Linked DNA regions of Mus musculus: regions 1 and 3 are each linked to region 2. Evidence: chromatin contacts called from public Hi-C data. All regions are on one chromosome and are shown on one strand. The core of a region is the stretch at or near the end of the contact, and the rest is flanking DNA. Distances in the headings are between cores, read along the strand shown. Region 1 overlaps Plcb1 (phospholipase C, beta 1). Region 2 holds the start of Hao1 (hydroxyacid oxidase 1, liver). Region 3 overlaps Plcb1 (phospholipase C, beta 1).

Region 1 (2,906 bases), core at 362-2,861, 380 kb before region 2:
TGGAAGGAAAATAAAGGCAATGGAGAAATAAAAAAAGAGAAGGAATGTGAGGGGAATAGAGAAAAAGAGGAGGGCTAGGAAGGGGAGGGTAGAAATGGGAAGAGGAAAAGGGGGAGGGAGGCTAAAGAGGAGAGGGGGAAGGGAAGTGAAAAAACGAGAAAAAGAAGTGAGATTATAATACAGTCACTGAAAATGTACCTGCCACCCTCTTAGGAGCTCTGAGCTGACATGGTTCTTCCTAAAGAAGGTTGAGCCCCAAGTCAATACTCATTATGTCAATTTCTACAGCGGAGTATCCAATATGAGTTAGTGTTCCAATACCTAGCACCTTACAAAACCAACTAACTTAATAAGGGCATTGAAAAAAGAACACAAACCCCAAATGTCTTGTTTTTTTTTTAAATATATTTTTCCATTTGAGACAATTGAGTAATAAAACTTTGGCCCAAATGTCCATAAAACGCTAATCCACAGCTCAAGTGCCTTGTAGAATTAGCAGTATTGAAACGTAAGTCTTTGCAGGAGAGTGTTAGTTCTGCCAGATATCAACAAAGTGTACAAGTTCTTACTCAAGGCAGGTGAAACTGCCAAGATTATAATTGCTTGAAACTGTAAGTAGGCAAAGAAATTAATGTTGCTGAATAGCGTTCCCCGAGAGCTGGCAAATTTACTCGAGACTGGATATCATCTGGAAAGCAGGAGAAAAAACTCCATGCAATATGGTTAGCTTTTCCTGAAACCCCTGAGTGGTCATGGCTAACATGGTAAATATTTAATTCCATCACTTGCAGTTAGCCTTTGCCCTCAGTGTTTCACTTTAACAGCTCAGAGAGTTTAGGCAAACATTCAGACTCCCTTTGCCTGCCTGGTGTTCTTGCAGGCTTAGCAGGCTGCCTTGGTCCAGAATCAGAGGAAACAGGGTAAGCAAGACTTGGAGACAAGAAATTTAATGGGAGTGGAAAAGGACAAAATAAGAGCTGAACATGACCTTCAAGGATAAGAAGGATTCCACACACCCCTTTTTGTTATATGAGAGACTACAGTCTGAAACAGAAAAGGGGGAGCTTATATCTAATGACTCTGGGAAGAGGGAGATATTTCTTTCTCTTTGAAGAAGAAATCCAGTGCCCTGACAAATGTTCTTAGCCTGTCAATAACCCGAGTTTGCCTGATAGACCTTCTGGTTTCCAGGATAATTTTCTCCAGTTGAATGTCATGATCAGCAAGGTACGGTGACTCTTTAGTATTTAGGCGAAACGAGTTCTGAGAGTTTCTCATTAGGCTGGGACACAAGAGACCTGCAGGAGCATTGGAAGCAGTGAAGCAACAGTTACACTGGCCATCCGGAAGAGCATCCCGGAGCCCAGCACATGATATGAGCCATCCATCCCTGAGCTAGTTGGTACATCTTGGGACAGCTGCTATATAGCACATTTTTCAAAGACATAAACGGCACTGGTCTCTGCTGTTGCATTTTCTGATCCGAAAAAAATGTGTTGCATTCTGCTTTAAAGAAAAGTCATGCTGGAGTAGAGGTTAAGCACCCTCTCAAACACTTCAAAATTCTACAAAGAGCAAGGGTCACCTCCAAATCACTGTACCTTGTCCACAGAAGGCACCAACTAAGCAGCGAACTGGCACTGTGGGTATAGATCAGGGACTCACGTTCCTCCTGAGGGCACAATCCAATCCCTCATTTGTAATTATGTGTTTCTGCCAAGAATACAATATAGATTAATCACAGACTTAGGGCATCAACTAGATCATCAGCTAGTGGCCTTAGAATTTGACTGTCTTCAGCTCCCTAGCCAAGTATAAGTGGCAACTGAGAAAAACCTAGGTCCTGCTAAGAGCAAACAGTGACTCTAGAGTCATAGAAATATTTGCTTATTACCCGAGGTCCTTTCAAATCATCAAGCCAGCCAGCATCTGAGAAGTGACATGTGCATTTAATAGAGATTAAACCTAGCCTCACACTGAGAAACAAGATCTATCAACTGTCACTCAATCAAACACAGTTAAGTACGTCTCTCCTCTCATTTCTAAAAAGGAAGATAGATCACAGTGAAATTCAAATGGTACGCTTTCTAACTCAATCAAGCTCCCACTGATTGCAGAAAACTATAAATGAATGCAATGCTTTCTAGACCAGACATAGTCTCAGAGGGATCCTGAGGCTCGCAAATATGCACTGTAACAGAATAGATATACCCACTCAAATATCTAACATTGTAGATGAAACTGCTGTAAGACCAATAAAGGCCAATTCACTTTTATCTGTTTTCAGGGTTTTTTTTTTAATAATTGACTTCATAACAAAGTATTTTACTTTTACAAGTGTTGATGTGGTACAAATATAGATATTTTAGTATACATTTGTGAATTTTGATAGAAGCACTCACATTATGCACACCCTACTAACATGTGGGTTATCTGCATGACCTGGAGGGCCCCCATGTTCTTAGTCAATCTCGGGCCTGAAGCAACCAGGATTTCTTTAGATACTACAGATTAATTTTGTTTGTTTCCAAATTCATGCAAATATAAGATGTATAAGCTTACCTCCTCAGCATCATGTTTTAGAAGGACACCCAAGGCTGTAAATATCAGACTTCACTCTTTCATGTTGCTACATAGGATTCCTTGGGGGCAGATGTAGAATCACAAATTTTAAGCTTTGGTTCGGCTACTTGAAGCTGATTAAAATGCTAATATAATAATGTGCATCGTTTCTTTCAAAACAACATTATTTTAAATTTCAAATATAGTTTAAAAGAAGGAAGGAAGGTTGGAAGGAAGCAAGGAAGGAAGAAAGGAAGGAAGACAATATGCTACAGACCTACAATAAACATTTTATCTTTAGGGCCTTTTGCTGGCCTCAGAAGCCCAACAACCTGCCTTGATCT
Region 2 (2,837 bases), core at 300-2,799:
GCAGGAGAAGCTGAGAGTTCTACATCTTCATCCAAAGGCTGCTAGTGGAAGACTGACTTCCAGGCAGTGAGGATTTTAAGCCCACACCTACAGTGACACACCTGCTCCAACCAGGTCACATCTATTCCAACAAGGCCATACCTCCAAGTGGTGCCACTCCCTGGCCCAAGAATATACAAACCAGCACATTTTCCATGGGACTTTTAGACTATCTCTGGGAAAAAAAAAATGCAATATTTAGTCAATGTGGTTGTCATGAATTAGCAAAGTTTGTTTTTAAACTCCAACCACTTTTATTCCTAGCCACCAAGAGATTACTAAAATAATGTGAGGGCTATGCATTTCACAGTTTACTTTTTAAGACATCATTCTAAATCCACCAGTGACCTGCAACAGGAATGAAGGAGAATGGAAGGTTGGTTGGTTAGTTGGTTTTCATTTCATGTCTCTTCCTTTATTTCCTTTCTTGCCCAAACCCTAGCTCTCAAACAGTATTGTGAGCCACAGTCACAGGCATGGCTTCGTACAGCCCAGCTGCCTGTACCAAGTGTCTCATCATCGGCTGAGCAGGAAGATGCAGATGCTTATCTGGCATCTGGTTCTAGAGGATGCTCAGCTCTTGGTTCAGAATCATACTTTGAAAACTCTCTGGCTTCTACTTCCCTTCTTTGGTATCACTGAGATTTGACCTGCTTAAAGTTTATTAAACAGTACTAAACCACTCACCATCCTGATTATGTAAGATGCAAGGTACAAACAATAATTTCTAGCAGTTGTTGCAAGGGGCAGGCTGCATAAAGAAAAGGTTGTTTAATTTGCAAATTTTGAATCTGTTCTGAGCAGCAACCCAGACTTTGATCGACTTTCTTAACAATCCTGTTAATTGTCAAACTGGGGGTGCTAAGACTCCTTTGATCAACTTTCATAACAAGCCTGTTACCTGCCAGGCAGGGATGCTTGCGCCTCAAAGCAACGCAGTTGGTACATTCTCATAGTAACTTTAAATTGAGCAATTTAAAGTTTTGTTCATGCCGTTTTTATTCTTTGGTGAAGGTTGTTGGAGATTGACACTTGCAATTGCAGTTTTCATATGTTACTTACTTGATGCCTGAACCATTGGGGAATATTGCAATATATCTATGTATTCATCCAAACAGTAAATCATTGATAAGCCAAACAAATCGCCTTTGATGAAATCAAAATTCTTTTCCCAAAACAGTTTCAAGCTTATATTCATTACTGGTTTTATTTCCATTTTTTTCTCAGACTATTACTATGGACCCATTCTTTTAATTCATCCCCTGCTTTGTCAGTGTGACCAACCCTACCCGTTTCTGCTACCTCCTCAGCTCGACTCTACGTGCTTTCCACCACTGGGTGGCTAGCCTGTAAATGAAATGTCAAAGTCTAGGCATACAATGTTTGCTCATTTGATGTAAGCAAGAGAGAATTAAATATGAACTTTGGCAAAAGTCTATTAATAATTGACAAATAACGGAATTGTCTGGGGATAAAAAGCAATTCATGAAAACCCTCCAGAGTATCTGAGGTTGCCCTACCCTGCCACAATGTTGCCTCGACTGGTCTGCATCAGTGATTATGAACAGCATGTCCGATCAGTGCTTCAGAAGTCAGTGTATGACTATTACAGGTCTGGGGCAAATGATCAGGAGACGTTAGCTGATAACATCCAAGCATTTTCTAGGTAAGAAACTTTGCTATTTAAACTTGTGTTGTTATATCACACAAAGACATTGCATGAGAATGAAATGTAGTTTTATGTGACGGTATAAAAATGATTGCCTGGATTTGTGCTTCATAAGTAGAACATTTCCCAAATGTGACAAATCTGGATATCTTGAAGATTGATGGATTGGTGGCAAAAGCGAGCAGTATCTTTTCTTGAACTGTGCCAGTAATTAATTTAACTATACATACAGATTGTTATAATTGCTGATGGTGTTATTTGCTTTGTATTAGAGTGTTACAGAGAATACTTGTGTTGATGGACTAGGACAGCTTTAAATGGAACTGCCACCCTATCCAGTTGAACCCGATACAATTATTGCTTCCCATGTTCCCATCCTGTTGGCTTTCTCCATTGACATTCACTTTGATATTAGGTTGCCTACACTTTTGCTTCAGATTGCAGTAAGTCTGTGTAGCATCTGCCTTTTACCCTTGCTGCCTCATGCCTCCTGAAAAGTGCTTCTTCTCTCTTCTCACATTATTTCCCCCAGGCTTTCATGTTTCAGACACGAGACAGTAGGTGCTTGCTTTCTTTTTTCTCTTTTCTTTTTCTTTCTTTCTTTTTTTTGTGGTAAAAACAGAAAATAAGATAACTTTAAACGGGTATGTTTTCTTTCTTTCTCTCTCTCTTTCTTTCTTTCTTTCTTTCTTTCTTTCTTTCTTTCTTTCTTTCTTTCTTTCTTTCTTCCTTCTTCTTTTTTGTCTTAGCCAACTATCTGAGGGGGCTTTCCCATATCTCACTCTTTCCACGCCATTCCTCTTCCATTGTAGTCATGAGTGATGGCAGTGGGCAACGGGGTTCTCCATTTGTGATCACTTATTAAACGGAAATGGACGGAAAATATCCAAGGGTAGAAAATCTGCCTTCTTTCCTATTTCTTCTTTGATCTGGAGAAAAAACACTCAGAATTGCCTTTATTTTTCTGATTAGGAGAAATTAAATCATTGTAATCAAGGCAGTCTCTTGTTGGCAGCAGCCATGTTACACACAGGTTGGTAGCAGAGCATGGGTGGGAATAGTGTGGAGAGCAGGATGTCTTCCCAACCTCTGAAGTCCTTGATCAGGCTTTTTCTGAATCCTTCCTGAA
Region 3 (3,039 bases), core at 282-2,781, 290 kb before region 2:
AACATTCTCTCTGCCTCTTCTACATCTGAGTCATTTCTACCTATCCCTACCTGCTGAATCCTCATTCAGGTGCCTTTTGCTGTCATTCATGTGCCTTTTGCTCCGTGTAGCTGACAGAAGTGCACTACTCTACTATCTCCACAGGTAGATTAGGAGGGATGCACACCTAACCTCTGTCTCTGATCTAAGGAGACAGGCAATGCTGCATTTTTCCTCATGGAAGCCTTTATGTCAAAACACTTAGGAGCCCTGGATGACAGACAGCTCTTTTCGTAGCCCTCAATCTTCCCAGGAGGTGATGTTACTGGTCATGTGCCCTTAATGTTGTCTTTAGTCATTTCAACTCCCCCCATACAGCAGTGTACAGTTCCTTGTTTTGGTCTTATTAATTTTCTTTTAAGTTTGAAATTACATCAAAATAAAACATTACTCCCCAAAAGCCACAAATATATTCAGCTGGAAGCCCTGATGCATATACTCTTACCTCATTAATGTGTTTCATCCAAGGCCCTCCTACTATCTCCAGTCACATCTGTCAATTTGCTTTCCTTGCCAGAACACAACTACTACGACCTGGCTTAGTGTGCTAGGCACAGGGCACTGACAAATAACATTCTATCCAGCTTCCTCACTGGCCTGGGGCCACTCTCTTAGAAAAGGACATTAAATATTTGAAACCACCGAGTGACCTTCAGTGAACTGCACCTGTAATAAAAGCCAGTGCATTTAGAAAAATAGAGATCACCTCCAGGTCTTTAGTTACTTATTAAAGAGCTCCCAGTGCTGCTAAAGAGTTAATGCTCACCCTTAAATAGCCAGCTTTAAGCTGGTAAATAATCTGGGTGTTATGAATAAAACGCAATCAGAACCATTATGCACCTACAGGTTGCCTGTAGATGCCTCAGCCTCTAAACTCAGTAGCCAACCGACCTGAAGAACCAGGATTCAAAAAAAAAAAAAAAAACTGACTCCCCACCTCATTCTGCCATCATAAACACAAGATTACATGTGGGCATCAAGCTCACTAACCACAACGCATAACTTATCTCTGATGGCAAGGGGAAAGAATTTCAAGTTTCAAAACAGGAGTATTGGTATTTGGGAACAGTTAGGATTTTTCTCAAGTGTAGAACTGAACAGTTTCACATAATCAAGCAAAAATAACACTAATCTGTATACTTTTAACAGTGAGTGTAAAAAGAGATATCAAGAAAGTCCTTATCTGAGAATTTCATGAGGTTCATACACTGACCTGATTAATAATTAACAAGGCTTCCCGGAAAAGGCATGGGGATATGTACAACTAGTAAAAAAGGGGGGAGGGGTCTGCTGCTTCAAAAACACAGGGAAATGGAGTCACCTGCCATCTGATCTGAAGAACTCTGACTCTAGAAGTGTATACAGAATCTATAGGTCTTTGTTTCTGTGTCTTAATGTGTCTGTCGGTGAGAAAAGGGAACAAGCAGAGTGCTTGTTCACTACCAATTCGGGATACCCTAGCAACAAGCCAGCTGCTCTCAAGTCACAGCCTTGTGACCTAATAGAACATTAACAAATATTCTGTTAAAACTACCCTTCCTACTATTCTTCTCCTGGATACTTATGCAACTTGTTTTCTGAGCAAAGCATCCCCAAAGTGCTTGAGTTCCTCAGTGGCTCTGCATGTGACAAATAGCAAGGAAGAGGGAAGTTGTCGGCACTCAAGTTCTCCCAAGCTGAAAGAGATCTAGCTCTTAGATAAATCTTACTGGAAGTAATATAAGATGTGGGGGATGGAGAATCAATATATTGTCATAACCCTGCTTCTTAAGACTATATGGATGACAAATTATGGCAAACTTTACAATGTGATTGAAAAATCCATTCATCCACAAGGTCACTGGGCTTCCTATGAGAACATCAGACTGTGCCTGCCAGAACCTTTGTTGCAAAGTAGAAAGGGATTCATTTCCCTTGTGCAGCATCTCTGCTTCCAAAATGTCCGTTTTTTACATGTGCAAATGGAATATCTCCTAATAGGAATAAAATAAACATAGTACATATTTTAATAAAATGTATGAATTTCAGTACAGATTCACATAAACATGATGTTCACCCATACCTTTATAGTAAAATCATTACTAAAATACTAAACCAGCATGCCCCTCATTTCAAAGGACTTATTTCCCCTACAAGAGGAGATATAATTTACTCATTAAGCAAAAAATTAATAAAAAATTAATCAATCTGATCATTGTTGAATCTTAAACTACTTGGTTCAATAATCATTTCTTCTTTATGAAATTTTTTATCATGTTTCATTCCAATGTGCCTATAAGGCATAAGAAAACCACCACCATCATCAACCCAGCACACACTAGACAGTAGCCATATTTGTTTATAGTTTAGCTATTTACTTTAACTCTTTCTCTACCACTATACATACAGTAGGCACTGCTGGAGTCTGAAACTTGAATTATATATTCAAACTCTCATTCATAGTAGCTATGTGAAAGCCAGAAGTGGGAATACTGCCACCACCACACTCATTCTCTATTGCAGACACTGGTATTTATTTTAACAGGCATCAAAGCCAAGGACTATGGAGAAAAATCAATCATAAGAACTCTATGAAGTAAACGGTGTCTGGCCAGCCACTTCCATCACCAAAAGAGTGGACTGAGAACGTCTTGTGCCACTATAAAATATGTGATTAAAGAGAAAACTGTGAACCTAATTAGAATGGTCACTGATGAAATAGAAAGAGGGCAGAATTACAGATATACCCAAAGGATATGGTACCTGTTGAGGTATCCCGAGAGGAAGAAGACAATTCCAGAGGTTTAATATGGGGATGTCAAGGAAGATGACATGAGGAGCTAAGACGAAGATAAATTGTAGGATCAGGGCTGGGAGAAGAATGATATGCTCATGGTGAGGTACAGAGTCGGAAGCTCTATAAGGTTACAAAGCAAAGGGCTTCACAAGTAACAGGAAGATAAGGCTAGCATGGTAGATAAGAGATCAGAACTGCATACTAAAAGTGAGTGACTGCATATC

The links. A called contact is a pair of places that touch in the nucleus more often than the background predicts.
Region 1: a contact with region 2 is called in a Hi-C map of liver, with 1.8 times the contacts expected there. The contact joins the enhancer-like site here to the promoter of Hao1 in region 2. A contact is called at or near these places in 5 of 39 promoter capture datasets (the 3T3-L1 cell line, 3T3-L1-derived adipocytes, the HPC-7 cell line and 2 more), 2 of 484 Hi-C or Micro-C datasets (bone marrow-derived macrophages and liver) and 2 of 9 other capture datasets (adipose tissue and macrophages).
Region 3: a contact with region 2 is called in a Hi-C map of liver, with 3 times the contacts expected there. The contact joins the enhancer-like site here to the promoter of Hao1 in region 2. A contact is called at or near these places in 1 of 39 promoter capture datasets (macrophages), 3 of 484 Hi-C or Micro-C datasets (the G1E-ER4 cell line, cardiomyocytes and liver) and 1 of 9 other capture datasets (adipose tissue).

The regions. Positions count from the first base shown.
Region 1 is chr2:134,929,871-134,932,776 of GRCm38.p6, reverse strand. The region is part of intron 2 of Plcb1 (phospholipase C, beta 1); the gene reads right to left. It overlaps Gm39941 (a long non-coding RNA gene), which reads right to left. Exons shown (of 2, transcript XR_866761.2): 1 at 2,563-2,906; 2 at 1-1,713. Among named protein-coding and RNA genes, the nearest start is that of Gm39941, 14 kb to the right of the region's middle. Within about 2 kb of position 1,611, at least 16 of the 459 cell types and tissues checked have an H3K27ac peak or open chromatin away from gene starts, as enhancers often do. A contact at or near this core is called in 3T3-L1-derived adipocytes and liver, where this site is marked.
Region 2 is chr2:134,553,064-134,555,900 of GRCm38.p6, reverse strand. Hao1 (hydroxyacid oxidase 1, liver) reads left to right here and starts at 1,549. Exons shown (of 8, transcript NM_010403.2): 1 at 1,549-1,705. The coding sequence starts at 1,569.
Region 3 is chr2:134,843,098-134,846,136 of GRCm38.p6, reverse strand. The region is part of intron 2 of Plcb1 (phospholipase C, beta 1); the gene reads right to left. Among named protein-coding and RNA genes, the nearest start is that of Plcb1, 58 kb to the right of the region's middle. Within about 2 kb of position 1,531, at least 16 of the 459 cell types and tissues checked have an H3K27ac peak or open chromatin away from gene starts, as enhancers often do. A contact at or near this core is called in the G1E-ER4 cell line and liver, where this site is marked.